2 separate regions of the Triticum aestivum genome follow, and region 2 is linked to region 1. The links are chromatin contacts, called in public Hi-C maps. All regions are on one chromosome and are shown on one strand. The core of a region is the stretch at or near the end of the contact, and the rest is flanking DNA. Distances in the headings are between cores, read along the strand shown.

Evidence for each region. Hi-C and Micro-C count contacts between places; a contact is called where the count stands out from the background.
Region 2: a contact with region 1 is called in a Hi-C map of leaf, with 7 times the contacts expected there. The contact joins the promoter of LOC123151752 here to the promoter of LOC123151282 in region 1. A contact is called at or near these places in 2 of 5 Hi-C or Micro-C datasets (both in leaf).

Annotation. Positions count from the first base shown.
Region 1 is chr7A:234,918,864-234,926,597 of IWGSC CS RefSeq v2.1, forward strand. It overlaps LOC123151282 (geranylgeranyl transferase type-2 subunit beta 1), which reads left to right and starts at 2,520. Exons shown (of 10, transcript XM_044571018.1): 1 at 2,520-2,706; 2 at 2,797-2,950; 3 at 3,048-3,164; 4 at 3,747-3,813; 5 at 3,911-4,059; 6 at 4,489-4,622; 7 at 4,704-4,802; 8 at 4,928-5,003; 9 at 5,124-5,234; 10 at 5,317-5,577. The coding sequence starts at 2,644. The coding sequence ends at 5,224. LOC123151279 (AT-hook motif nuclear-localized protein 10) reads right to left here. Exons shown (of 5, transcript XM_044571015.1): 4 at 7,227-7,388; 5 at 6,549-7,075. The coding sequence ends at 6,845.
Region 2 is chr7A:235,490,629-235,498,362 of IWGSC CS RefSeq v2.1, forward strand. It overlaps LOC123151752, which reads left to right and starts at 3,488. Exons shown (of 3, transcript XM_044571408.1): 1 at 3,488-3,813; 2 at 4,756-4,830; 3 at 4,944-5,396. The coding sequence starts at 3,643. The coding sequence ends at 4,997.

The DNA of each region.
Region 1 (7,734 bases), core at 1,270-3,769:
AGCATCGTTACCTCATCAGTTGACGCCCAGTCCAGGCCCTTATTGAGCTAGGATGTCAGCCGCATTGGTGGCCCAGACTTGAACTCCGTGGGAGCAGCCCATGTGGAGTCGCGGGGCTCTGTGACATAGAACCACCCCTACTGCCATCCCTTCACGGTCTCCACGAAGGTGCCCTTGGGCCAAGTGATGTTGGGCAGTTTGCTCACCATAGCGCCACTGCAATCCGCGTGTTGGCCGTCCACCACTTTTAGTTTCACATTGAAAACCTTAAGCCATTGGCCGAAGTGGGGGGAAATGCGGAGGGATGCCTCACATACGACGATAAACACCAAAATGTTGAGAAGGGAATTTGGGGCTAGATCATGGAAATTTAGCCCGTAGTAAAACATGAGGTCGCGGACGAAAGGATGAAGGGGAAACCCTAGTCTACGAAGAAAATGGAGGATGAATACTACCCTCTCGCCGGGCTTTGGAGTGGGGATGACCTGTTTTTTGGCCGGGAGTCGGTGGGCGATCTCTTTGGCCAGATACCCCGCTTCCCGAAGTTCCTTGATGTTTGCCTTCGTGACGGAGGAGGCCATCCACTTGCCCTGCGCTCCGGGTCCGGACATGGTTGGAGTACTTTCTGGGAACAGAGTGGATCGAAGCTTGAGCGCTGGAGCTTGAGGGCGGATGGACTAAGGAAGGGAAAGGTGTGGGGTAAAAAGGGGGGAACCTTATCTCCTTATAAAGACAGTGAATACCATGCGTCCCCCACGAGCCTTAAAGCTCGCCTATTTTCGAGGGGTCCTGCGAGATGGCACAGTTGGGTTTCCCATACTCGTATTGATAAGGATCCCATCATAAGGGGGCACGATCTTTGCTTTGACAAGACGTGTCGTCGGTGGTTGCGTCTTGAAACACGAAACGGGAGGCCGAAAAATGGTTTGAAATAATAAAATGGCAGGACGTAACATCTTACCAGTGAAATATTCGGAGGATAGAACTTATCTGTATTTTAATTCAGAGATATGACTGTTGTACATAGCCGGATATAGTACTGACGATCAATTGCTTTGAAGAATTCGGAGGAGGAACCCGCCTTGCATGACGAAGACAATCTGCGAGCCGGACACATCATCATTGAATACTGGTTTAGGGGCTACTGAGGGAGTCCTAGATTATGGGGTCCTCGGGTGTCCGGGCTACGTGATGTGGGCCGGACAGATGGGCCGTGAAGATACAAGATAGAAGGCCTTCCCTCGTGTCCGGATGGGACTCTCCTTGGCGTAGAAGGCAAGCTTAGTGTGCGGATATGGATATTCCTTTCTCTGTAAACCGACTCTGTACAACCCTAACTCCCTCCAGTGTCTATATAAACCGGAGGGTTTAGTCCGTAGAGGCCAGATCACAATCATAATCATACGTGCTAGACAATTAGGGTTTAGCCATTACAATCTCGTGATAGATCAACTCTTGTAACCCCTATACTCATTAAAGTCAATCAAGCAGGACGTAGGGTATTACCTCCATGAAGAGGGCCTGAACCTGGGTAAACATTGTGTCCCTTGTCTCCTGTTACCATCGATCTTTAGATGCACAGTTTGGGACCCCCTACCCGAGATCTGCCGGTTTTGACAGCGACAACGCTCTCAGCCGCCGTCACGTGTCGTGCTCTGGACGCTCCCTTTGATTTTTTTTATCTACACGCATTTTCGGCTTTTAGATGATTTTTCCAGTTTTTTTGGCCTTTTAGTTTTCCACTGGTGTTTCTTAGCTTTTGGACAAAAAACTGTTTTCAAAAAAAATGTGCAAAAAAACGCGTTTTCTTTCTTTTTGTTTCCGCGAGAGACACAGATTTCCTTCCACGAGAGGCATGGTCGTGCCTCTCGGAAATGGAAAATAAGTGTTTTCTTTTTTTACTTTCATGAGAGGCATAGATTTGCTTCCGCGAGAGGCACGACCGTGGCTCTCGGAATCGGAAAAAACCCGCATTTTTTCACGAGAGTCACGATCATGCCTCTCCGAAATGGGAAAAAACATATTTTCTTTTTTTCGCGGGATGTACATATCTGTTTCTAGTGGAGGCAAGGATTTGCTTCGCGAGAGGCAGGGACGTACCTCTTTCGAAAAAAACATGTTTTTGGTTCGGTTTTTTCTTCTGGTTTTTTCATGATTTTTTTATCAAAACTTATCAACATGGGATCTATTTGAAGATCTTGACGTGAGGAATCCAACGGTGAAAATGATTCAAGATTTGAACGCATCGGTTTAAAAGATAAAACGTTTTGAATAAACTGATTTATGTTCCCGCAAAGAAATAAACTGATCTATGGAAAAAAGGAAACTCTCATGTTGCGACAAGTGGCGCATATGCCACAACGTGAGGAGGTTGCAGTGACCTTTGCAATTAGTGGTTTCCACCAAGCAAACATCCCGTTTTCTTTCTCCGTGGGCCTGGTTAGGCTTGGTGCGGGCTTCCAAATGCTCATGGATCCACGAGGCCCATCTCGGCGAACAATCCATACCACAGGCCCGGCTAGCCCAGTAACCCATCGGCTCGGCCTCCCTGATTCCCCTGATCCCAACACGCTCGCGGCGGAGAAGAGCACATCAGTCGTCGACGGAGCATCGCTAACCAAGCGAAGCTAGGAGGAGGAAGCCATGGGTGAAGAGGGGGAGCTGGCCGCGGAGAAGCACGTCCGCTACATCGTCACCGCGGAGAAGGTAAGCAACCACCCACCCAACGCATACCCCCTCTCGGATGCGAACCGTCTCCGGCGACAACTCAACCGTCCTCCTCGCCGTTTGCCGCAGAAGAAGGACTCGTTCGAGTGGCTGGTGATGGAGCACCTCCGGGCCAGCGGGGCCTACTGGGGCCTCACCACGCTCGACCTCCTCCACAAGCTTCACGCCGTGGACGCCGCCGAGGTCGTCGACTGGATCATGTCGTGCTACCACCCGGAATCTGGTACTTTGGCTGCAGGGGGAAGCCTTGGTTTTGTCGATTCGGATCCTCGGTTCTTGAATGATTCACTTGTGTGTCTTCTTGGGATGTGGCTGTGCAGGTGGGTTCGGGGGGAACGTGGGGCACGACCCGCATGTCCTCTACACGCTCAGCGCCGTGCAGGTCCTCTGCCTCTTCGATCGGCTCGATGTTCTTGATGCAGACAAAATTGCTGATTGTATCCTTCTCCAGATCTTCAGTGAGCTTCATGCTGCTCCTGCTGTAGTAGTTTTGTGAATGTTAGGTTAGCGACGTCCTAATGGTTGTAGTCAATCTCATCTTGTTTTGGGGCTGCTTCATTTCCCTGAACTGCTAGTAAGAAAGCTGAAACATTGTGTTGCATTTACATTACCTTTCCTTATGGTGTATGAGAAAACATTGCATCTTGAAATGTGGATGGCTTTATGGAGTTATGTTAACACACAGCTTAGCATCTAGCCATGATCCACTAATTTCCACACTAAGTGCAGCATGTCAAAATTTTAGTCTACTGCTGCATCCAGAATACAATACCATATGAGATAGTACTTGATAGATGATCGATATTGTGTGGCTGTGACACAGTATTCGAACACTAATCTGCTGCATTAGCCAGTTCTAGGTATTTGATTGCCTTGCGGCTTGACTTAAATTGTATCATGAAATGGGGAAGTAGTGATAACATTGTAAGCTTCTGCAAATAGTTTTCTGGATGAATTGAAGTAGCCTCACCCTGAGCTTGAAATCTGGCACTATTCTTTTCCTATCTAAATTGTTTCAGATATTACTGGACTTCAGAATGAGGATGGATCATTTTCTGGTGATATTTGGGGTGAAGTTGATACTAGGTAAAAACTGTAACTGTTCTTTTTGAGTTCCCATGTGTTTTATTTGAATGCAGCATCTGTATGAGCTACTAATATGAATGTAATATATGTCCTGTAGGTTCTCTTATATTTCCATATGCACCTTGTCATTACTGCATCGTCTGCACAAAATTAATGTGGACAAGGCTGTAGAATATATTGTTAGCTGTAAGAACTTGGACGGCGGGTTTGGAGCGATGCCAGGAGGGGAGTCTCATGCTGGGCAGAGTATGTATTATCTTCATTTTACTCTCAAATCATACTGCTATTGTACCTGAGTAGAACTGTAATTTTGTCAATAAAATAGATCCTACTGAAAGTCCATCGATTCCAAGTGTTCTAGTATGATGCCTTATCAGATTTATGTCAGATCGTCTATTTGTATTTCTATCTGTATTCCGGAAGAAGAAGAGGGATATAATTGATTATTCTTGACTACATTGTTGGTTGTACAAACATAAAAAAGCATTTCCTTCAGGAAAATGCAAGATATTTACTATTTATCCAATCAATTTGCTATGATTATTATTGTGGCACTCCTATGATGACATGAAATTTGCATTTTCACAAGATTATTTCCTTTATCTTTTTATTTCTCTCCAAGTTGTCACTTTATAGCGGACAGATAACCTGAAAACATGTATCCATTCCGTGCAGTATTCTGTTGTGTTGGTGCTCTCGCAATCACCGGCTCTTTGCATCACATTGATAGAGATCTCCTTGGATGGTGGCTTTGTGAGCGCCAGTGTAGAGATGGAGGGCTCAATGGGCGTCCTGAGAAACTTGCTGATGTGAGATTGACTGCTTTCTCAGATTGTGCACCTTTTGCATTTCTCACTGTACCATAGATTTAATTGAACTGCTCGCAATAGGTGTGCTACTCATGGTGGGTGTTATCAAGCTTGATAATTATTGATAGAGTGCACTGGATTGACAAGGAAAAACTTGCAAAGTTCATATTGAACTGTCAGGTAACTGCTCATGATTCTTGCTCTGAAATTCTGATAATTATGTGTCCAACTTCTAACTCCCATCATCTAAAAGATCAATTTTCTCCATTTACCATATATATTGTCATAACTTTTTACATTGGCAGGACAAGGAAAATGGTGGAATTTCAGATAGACCAGATAATGCGGTCGATATCTACCACACGTACTTTGGAGTTGCAGGTATTTATATTACTTCCTCCCTTAGTATAGTAGTTAACCACAGGGATCTTGCAGTATGCTATTCGAATGATTCAAAGTCATAAACTCCTTGCTGAATTAGTTAGCCTCTTGCAAAAACAGGGCTCTCATTGATGGAGTATCCTGGAGTGAAGCCTATGGATCCTGCCTACGCCCTCCCTTTAGATGTTGTCAACAGGATCTTCTTGACAAAACAACAATAGTGTGCCTTAGGTTGGCTCAGCTCTTGCTTTTCTAACTCACCTCGTGTTTCGTTCTTTGACATATATCTCATTCCTATTCTATTGGTTCACAGCTAGGAAGATCATGTTGTAACGGCGTTGACGTCAGGTCAGCACGAGTGGAGAGCTTACCCCTCCTTCGGTAGCTCGCGCTGATGTTTCTGATCACTCCCATGCATGAGATCATGGCTTTGAACGCTCGATGATATAGTGCAGACCTCATATTTACCAGGAAATCCGGACACTTGTTATGTAGAAGAGTGTAACGTCCAAGGACTGAGAATCAAATTCAATCAAGATTATTCTTGTTGGAATAGTATAATCTTTCAAAATTACCTTGGTTGGCCGACCAACTCTAGCCGAATGGCTGTATACCATTTTCCTCCATAATAACCGTCATACAGAGGCTAGAGAGGTAAAAAAGAAAACTGCTCGAGCAGATTCTTGCTAGATGGATCGCTATTCAACAAAAAATTCGGAAGGCGCTTCATATTGTCCCCTCCAGCCTGTGTATTTGGAGGCAGGGGGAGATTTTGCAGGGTGTTCTTCATCCATAGGATTTCTGGCGGGAGGGAAGTTCCACCTCCGGCTTGAGCCCGCCTTGACGCTGCACGCGCAATTCCATTGCTGCTACCCATCCCGCATTGCTGCTCAACCTCGTGGCCCTGTCTCTGACGTTGCCTACGCGCTCCCCTTCATTTTGCTGCAGTTAGCGAGCTCGATGTCCCCGCCATTGTTGGCCTCGTGGAGTTGCGCCTCGCTGCGTCAGCAGTACAGCCCGAGCGGGAGGAAGGAGTCGACGGGTAGGGGATGGAGCAGTGGGCGGCCACCACAATCGAGACCGGGGAGTGGGAGAGAGGAATCGGGGTGAACTTGAGCAGAGAGAGACGTTGGGAGTTTTGGAGGTGAATTTGTCTCTCCCAATGACAGGTGGGTCCCAAACAGTAATATGCATCCCCATGTTACAGCGAATCTGAGTTGCAGTCACCTGTTTTAGCCTCCATAAATTTTGGCGATCGCCCTTTCAGCGAATATGGATACGAGATTTCAGCGATTCTGCTAGAGTTGCTCGAAGCTTTAACTAACTGGAGTTGCAATATAGTGACCACCGAAGCCAATGGTTAGCATACTGCGGTCAAGAACGTTTGCTCCAGAGCATCGCCAGTTGCTGTGTTGATAATGCTTGCAACCTTATGTTTTGACACTAGTTTTATCTTGCGTGTCAAATTCTTGTATCGCTGTTGGGGCATTGAACAGATCAAGTAAGAAGATAATTTTTGCAGGACATACATGAAATTTACATGAATTGATTGAACATAAAAACATAATTATTTCGTGGCGCCTCATAGGGTCACAAGATCATACCTAAATACATCATCTCAAGACAACAATAAACAACTAACTGGCACAGAAATTCAAGCTGAGACGACCTACACAGCAGCTGCAGTTACCACTCATACCAGCTACATTGCTCCCTAATTAAACTTCTGATTTATACGACTAAATGGGAGCTAGTTAGACAGAATGACATTTCTACTTCCTGCCAGGGAGGCAGTTCACCGACAGTCTATCGATGTCCGAATTCGGTCAAGGATGCTGAGTTCATTTCCAGGGCATGCTGGACAAGATCGGCGGCTGGTTATTGTTGTTGGAGGCGTAGCCTTGATGTCTCGGGCTTGCGGTACCACCGGACGATTCGCTCAATGTGCCTCTTGAAGGGGGGCTGTTGGCCGCCATCCCAGTGCTCGGAACGACCTTCAGTGGTACGGGCTCAGAAGGAGCCTGCGGCTTTGGCTCTTTTTTCCCACAAGCATTGAAGCTTCCCACTACTATCTGCATACAACAAGAGTAATCCTGGTAAATGATATGACTCTCATTTGCTGAAATCCAGCAAGGAGAAAACATGCACAGAGTTAGAACATCTCATGTCATTGACACTTTTCTTTTGTTAGCACATGAAAAATTGCGGGGTAGAAAACAATACCTGGATTGGAGAAGCTGCTATGAGAAGTCCTGCGACCCCTCCACCCAAGAGACGACCGTCAGGACCAGCCAGCGAAACGCTGAGCCCCCCTGTTCGGGTACGCTGGCCTCCGTTGTCCGTTACAAAGATCGACCCAGAGAGTGACAGTATCTCAAATCGGCCCTGTGGAGGAAACAAAAAATAATCAGGCCTCTTTTGGTCCATAGGATAGGATTATCATAGGAATAGGAATTTTGTAGGAAATGAGATGTCATGTATCTCAAATCCTATGAGTAGGAATAGGAAACGAGATGTCGTTTGGTTGACACCAAAGGAATTTTTCCATTGAGTCTAGGCTCATTTTTATTTTCCTATGAAATGTGGAGGATAGGAACCAATCCTATGTAGGAATAGGAATCTATTCCTATGAACCAAAGGGCTCTAAAGGAAAAAAATCCTATAAGAATCCTATCCTCTAGAATTCCTATGAAATTCCTCCAAACCAAAGGAGGCCTGTGCATTGGTGAGT
Region 2 (7,734 bases), core at 2,238-4,737, 570 kb after region 1:
AAAAATGTTAATCTTGTATTTGAAAGTTTATAATCAAGCATTTGAAAAATGTTAAATTTGTATAGAAAATGACCTTGTATTCAAAAATGTGAACCATTTACTAAAAAAAGTTAATCATGTATTCAATTTTTTTGCCAAGCATTTGAAAATGTTAAATGTTTATATAAAAAAGGTTGACCATGTATTCAAAACATGTTAATCTTGTATTTGAAAACTATGAATGTAGCATTTGAAAATATAAAATGTGTATAGAAAAAATGTTAACAATGTATTAAACAAATGTTAGTCTTGTATTTGAAAAACATTAATCAGGCATTTAAAAACCTTAAATGTGTATAGAAAAAAATATTGAGAATTTTTCAAAAAAAGTTGATCGTATAAGTACAAAAATGTTATTCAAGCATTTTGAAAACTTTAAAATGAGCACGGAAAACATGCTGACCATGTATTCAATAACGATTAACTTTTATTAAAAATGTTAAATGTTTATTTTAAAATTTGTTAGATATATACCAAAACATGTACAATGTGTATGATAATAATAGACATAAACTATATAGGTTTTCAAAAAGGTGTCGGTGTACTAGAGTAAGGGTACCCTATTACCCCGAACTCGTGCACGGGCAGTTGCAGCGCCCCGCGGCAAGGCTTGCCGGGTGACCGCCAGGACCCTCCGTGGTTCCCTTGAAGACCATTCAAGAACAAAGTACTCAAACCAAGGCCCCGACAAGAGGAGCTTGCCGGGAAGGCCAACCAAGGCCCCGGCAAGAGGAGCTTGCCGGGAAGGCCAACCAAGGCCCCGACAAGAGGATCTTGCCGGGAAGAGACAAGACCCCGGCAAGAGGAGCTTGCCGGGAAGGCCACTCAAGACATACCAAGAAAGCTTGCCGCGACGCGCCCTGCGTCCCGGCAAGATCTGGCGAGCGACAAGCCTCCGGACGCGATAAGACGACAGCCGCGACAAGGAGCTTGCCGCGGGAAACCCCCACTTCGTGCCCGCTCTCCAGCTTACCTGCTAACGTGTCGCTCTGGGACTCTCCCAAGCACACGTGGCGGGAGGCCGTGCAGTTAGGGGTACGTGGTGGCAAGCGGAGATGAAGAGAAGCCCATCGTGGCAAACGGTGGCACTCCTAACGGTCACCTTTTGCACTGTTTAGGAGACTCAGACATGCATTTAATGCCCTTGTCCCCTGCCGTCAGAGTTAGGTAGGGAGCACTGTATCCACAGTAAGCGGTAGCTGCACCTACCGCATCCTTTTCCATTTTTACCCTTCTAGTCTACGTTGCCACCTGTCGGTGACCCCTTGAGAGTATAAAAGGAGGCCCAAACGCAACGTAGAAAGGGTTCAGAGGTTCGGAAGTTCAGAGGTTTGGCCAGTTCGGCTCGTTCAACACCAGGAACACTCTCACGCTCAGTCTGGCAGCGTCCATCGCTCCTGAGCAAGAATCCAATATACACAAACAAGCAGCAGTAGGGTTTTACGCATCCGTGCGGCCCGAAGCTGGGTAAAATCGCCCGCGTGCACTGCCTCGATCCGCTCTTTGTGCGCTCTCCGCCCCCCACCGAACCGAAAGGGGCCCTGTCCCCATAGGTGTTGGCGGGAATCAGCATCGCCCCCGACAAAAGGTTAATCATGTATTTCAAAAATAAAATATTTCCAATGTATTCAAAAATTATTGAATGTGTGAAATAAGTTATCATGTGTTAAACAAAAAATAAAACAGATAATAATCCACAAAAAAAGAAATAGAAAAAAGTAAAACAAAAGAAAACGAAGAAATAAACAAAGGTAACCAAACTATAAAGAAGAATGAAAGGAAACCGAAAGAAAAAGGTGAAACAAAAAAGATAAATAAATTTATAGCAAAGCAAAAAGCCCAAAAGAAAACAGGTGAATAAAAAGATAAACTGTAGTGATTGGTAAATAAACAAAAAACACGATGAAAAGCAATAAAATCAGAAGAAAAAAACAATTGAAGAAGTAGAGAAAACAGAATGAGAAAGAAACACGAACAGAATGGAACAACGAACTAATCGAAAGCAGCGAGCAAACGAACGGGCCGACCATTTAATGAAGCGAGAAGGGGAAAACAATCAGCGTTCCATGATATACCTTGCGAAATCACTAATTAAGATTAATTTTTTGCAAATATCACTCCCACCTCCTCATGTTGCGACAAAATGGCGCACTATATGCGTCACTTTGTCGCAACTTTTTTGGTAGATCCGTTTATTCAAAACCGTTTATCTTTTAAACTGTGCATCCAAATCTTGAATAATTTTCATCATTGGATTCCTCGCGTTGAGATTTTTAAATTTAGATCCCATGTGAATATGTTTTGACGAACTTTTTTCTTCACACAAAAAACCAGACCAAAAAACTAGGCAAAAATACGAACCGGGAGTATATTTTTTCCTTTCACTGTGCCTCCCGCGGAAGCAAATCTGTGCCTCCATAAGAAATGAACCCATGCCTCTCGTGAGAAAAAAGGCACATTATTTTTCGTTTCCGAGAGGCACGGCCATGCCTCTCTGAAACAAATTCATGCCTCTCGTGAAAGCAAACCCGTGCCTATTGCGAATGAAAAAAATATAACATCTATTTCTGTATATTTTCGTGAGGCACGACCATGCCTTTCGTGGAAGCAAATCCACACCTCTCACAGAAGATTTTTTTTCTTTTTTTCAAGAAACACGGCCGTGCCTATCACAAAAGTAAGAAAAGAAAAGACATTTTTTTTCTCTGAGAGGCACGGTCGTGCCTCTCGCGGAAGCACACCCGTGCCTCTCGCGAAAGGGAAAAAACACTTTTTTTTTGTTTTTGACTACGGCCATGCCTCTCGTGAAAGTAAAAAAAACGTGTTTTCCTTTTTCGACAGGCACGACTGCGTCTCTAGCGGAAGCAAATTCATACCTCTTGCGAAAGAAAAATAAAGAAAGAAAAATGCATTTTTTCTTGTTTAGAAATTTCCAATTTTTTGTCCAATAGCTAAGAAAGACTGGCCAAAAGCCCCAAAAAACGAGAAAAACATCTAAAAGCTGAAAACATGTGAAAAGAACAATAAAATTTGAAGGTAGCACTCAGAGCGCGACACGTGACGGCAGTTCACGCTAAATGACACGCTCTAAGCCCAGTCCAAATGACCCTTGAGGGGCTCCTTCATCAGTTATTTTTTTTTGGGTGAGGCTCTCTCATCGGTTTTTTTTAAACATCAGTACAAACACAAGCGCTCATATACATGCGCATACACTCATCCTTATGAATGCACACACACACACCCTATTTTTATGAGCACCTCCGAAAGATCAAGCCGACATATCATTTTGAGATTTAGGAAGCTTTACATTTTTTTGAGACAATTTAGGAAGCTTTACATACTGGCGTGTCTGTCTGAGCCCTCGAGTTGGGCTTCTCATGGACTTTGTCTGGTAAATTCTAGACCAACTAGTACTTCGTAGGTCAAATGGGCCGTCCACTCTGTTACATCGCGCAGTAGCATTCCGTTCCCTTTCTTGCGGACCAATACTAGACACAGAGGCGATCGAGAGGGGGCAGAGATTCGGGAGTCGGCGGCGACGCAGGAGGAAGCGCTCGGGGAGAGGCCGCCGCCCGCCTGGGAGGGTCTCGGAGAGCGTTAGAGATGGTGCCGGCGAAGGGGTGGAGCCGGAGGGTCGGGAGCGCGCGGTCGTTCGTGGGGAACGCGCTGGGCGGCGTGCGCGGTTGGACCAACGTCGCCTCCTGGGCGGTCGCCGGGAGCCTCGCCTACTACCTCTGGGTCCGACCCGCGCGCCAGCTCCAGAAGGAGCAGCAGGTCGATTTCCCCTTGCTAATTCTTGTTACCGCTGTGATTGTCTTCTATTGGATGGATCGGTCTGGACATATCGCTTTCTCGGATGAGATCGCCGTAAGATGCAGTTGCCCACATCTCTACAAGCCCGTTTAGTTAATTCCAGGAAATTGTCGAAATGATGCGTGTATAGGCGCTGGCATCAAGAGCTTGTTGTTTACTTCTAGGAACTGTGCGTTGGCTTGCTCGGAATTGATGCTGCTGTCTTAGCTTTTGGTAGGGACTGACTAATTGTCAACTTCATTTTATCTGCCAAACTTAAACCATAGGAAACACCATTGAAATTACAGCCGGCTAGTGTCTGTCATGACATTTTACATGGTTGAGCTATCGTTGCTTGGGAAGTTAAACTTGTGAATCTTAATATGGCCTTCTTCCAACAAGAATAATTTGATGATGTATTTTGATAAACACTTCATTCATGGAAATATTATTACTGTCAAACCAAATAGAGCGAATAAATGGCATGCTCTTATAAAAGTGGGACAGCTATGTTCAGCTCTTGCATCCACCATATTGAAAATGATAATCTGAATTGCCTCTTGCTGCGTGTTGTCCTTTTTAAACAGTCACTTGTTCTATTCAAAAGTGTGACTTAGGAATTTCATCCTCCTGTAAGGCACCCTTATTTATCTACAAGTAAAAGAACCAAATGTTCTAGCAGTTACTCATGTCTCATCTATCCTGATAAGCAGTTAGTACTTATTACTTTTCTTTATCTGAAATTTTCTTTTATAGAGTTGTCTGTTTTCGTTCCATTTCATCCACCGATGTTTTTGCACCAAATTACTTCAAATTGCTGCAGTGTTATCTTGATATTTCACGCTTCTCCACTCTTACTATTATGTTTAATCTGGTGATTTTTCTTTCCACTCTGTTGATAATGGTATATGCCTTTTTTCACAGGAACGAGCTGCTTTAGCTGCTGCCTCGGATCCATACCGTTATGTCGAGAAACGGAGGCCAATTCCTGACCCCCAGGTAACCTTTGTATCTTCACTTTCACTAGATCCCTGAGACCCAGACAACAAGCTATTCCATCAACTGGTTCTGCAAGTTGATTCCTTATCTACTACTGCATGTAATGTCACCAGGACACTGGCCTAACTTACGGGAAGAAGAAGGATCCTCCGAAGTCTGACAACTAGTTCATCTGGGAACATCCTGTACCAAATACGGCGTCCGTTTGACTGGCAACGTCCCAATATGGGATTTCTGCAAGCCTGATTGCTAACGCATGATAAGCATATACCGTTAAAAAGGTTGCTTCCTCATGCTAGCAAGCCAGGTCTTGTTGTCGTCTGAGTCTCTTCGTTTTGAGTAATTTAGCGTTCATCTTTTGAGTTTCCTGCTTGTTTGGACGGATACCGTTTTGTTAGACACGAGGAATCATACTGGAAATGTAAATGTGTAAGTGCTAGATGTTCAGAAATCGGTGTATGGAGACACTACAATCCGTGCATTGTGATACCGTCACTGCTACTGCTACTCTGCTAGTGTTTCCAACATGCTAAATAATAAATCCACTGTCTATGATCGGAGTGCAATTGTTTGTGTGTAGCATGATACTGCTCCATTACAGAAGTGCCGGAAGAAATCTGTATTTTCTTTTGATGCATCTCGGCATTAGGTGCTTCAAGTGTGTTTAGAGAGAGATGGAATGTACACATACCCAGATACACTGTTCTTATGAGCATCTTTCAAAGGCTGGGCTACAATTATTTTTTTGTTTCGTGTCCTACGGTTAGCATATACCACCTCATCAAAATATGCAAGCCAGCAACAATTTTCAAGCCCTAGCTACCACAAAATGTACATCATCATATGTCATCATCATGCGCACCTTCACTGAGAAACAACACTCTAGATCGGCTACACTTCCACCAGGTGATCTCAACCGTCTAGGGTGCTCAAACACCCAAGAATAATAAGATCCGCAAGAGATTAGTGGGGGAATCAAATTTCTCTTGGTGGAAGTGTAGATCGGGGCCTTCTCAACCAATCCCTAGAAAGTCAACAAGTTTGATTGGCTAGGGAGAGAGATCGGGTGAAAATGGGCTTTGGAGCAACAATGGAGTTTAGGGCAGGAAGAGGTAGTTCTTCATGAGGAAGAAGACCCCCTTTTATAGCGGGGAACAAATCCAATCGTCATGCTCTTCTCAGCCCGCACACAAGCAGTACTATCGCTCCAGGAGCGGTACTACCGCTTCCTACAGTTGTTGAGGAAAATAGAGGCAAGAGGGGAGAACAGAGCGCCGAGCGGTAGTAGCAGCGGTAGTACCGCCCCTAGTGCCGCTCCCACTACCGCTCGTCCTACAGGGTTGTGGCACCCTAGCTCAGAGAAACCGAAACGCCCCGTATTCCAGCCCAGAGATCGAGGAGAAGTCTTCTGAAATACGGCACTGCTTAGCATAGAACAAACCAGCTTTCTATTAGTACACAGATATGACTACAAGGTTTCCGATATTACAATGAATAACATCGGCACGGCGACACTACGCCATCCTCAGTTGCCCTATGCAAGCAACAGAACAACTCGAAGCAGCGGAATAACTCTAGCAGCGGAAAAACTACTGGCAGCGGAAGAATGACGACGGTGGTAATGGACTCCAATCCGCAGGGACTCTGGCTGGAACACTTATCCTAGCTCGTGAACACAGGAACAACACCAAACCGTCAAGCAATCCAGACACGACCTGCAAGCTGGCATGACACGCCAGGTCAGTACATTGAATGTACTTGCAAGCTCACAATAATCCAGAAGCATTCAAGACAAACAACATCATGGCAATTACAAGTTAAACAGGAATTAACATGAGATCATCATAACAACATGACATGAGCAACATGACATCCAAAGTAGTACTCCCAAAATAATACCAGCTACCATCATGAAAATAATCATAATAGCCACTAAGAATCCAAAGGCAACATGAACATGATACCGCTAGAACAATATGAGCATGGCATGAACATATGAATCTGATGATACTAGCATGCAACATGATAACACTACATGCGCCAATTATTCTGCTCGGGTTATCTCGTAACCATCACACGCAGCACTTACCAACCTCGGACATCACACGATCATCTCAGGATCAAATCAAGCTTGGTATAAACAATACCGTAGTAATCATTAAATGACCACAAGGAGCTTGATCTTTACCCATGATTCTCACACAACATCACAAATATCCAACAACTCGGTATCCTCGATACCACCGTGATCCTTCCGGCGATCACAACCACGACCAATACTTGGTCTCAAACCGTGATCCTTATGGCGATCACAACCACGACCAATATTTGGCCCGTGATCCTTACGGCGATCACAACCACGACCAATATTTGGCCTGTGATCCTTACGGTGATCACAACCAACTTATCTCATCTTCGAACCGGGGTTGTTATTAATCAAGTTATTATTAATAGTGTTGACTCACGGTGGGACCGACACGAACTGGGCCCTTATCCGCGGGCGCGGCTATCGATAGATTAATATACCACTAGCATCATCCATAAATAACATGCAAGAATTTATCAATAACACCACCGAGTAACACTTAACCAACTAACAACAACGGAACAATGCTTATTAACAGTACTCAGTAACCGACGTTAGTCATGCACCTAAGAGCATGACCAACCCAACATGTACTACTATCAAGCATGGCAATATGATAGTAATACTAGCAACCAGTAGGGCATGATAACTAGGTGCATAACAACATAGCAAACAAGTAAGCACAAACCCAGAAGCATTTCCGAAACAACGATAACCATATTTTAAACAAGCACTCATTTAATAAATATTCAAGTTGAAAACCATGGCTACTGCATGACTATCATGCAAGTGGGTATTGTGGCTTGCCTGGGGATGAA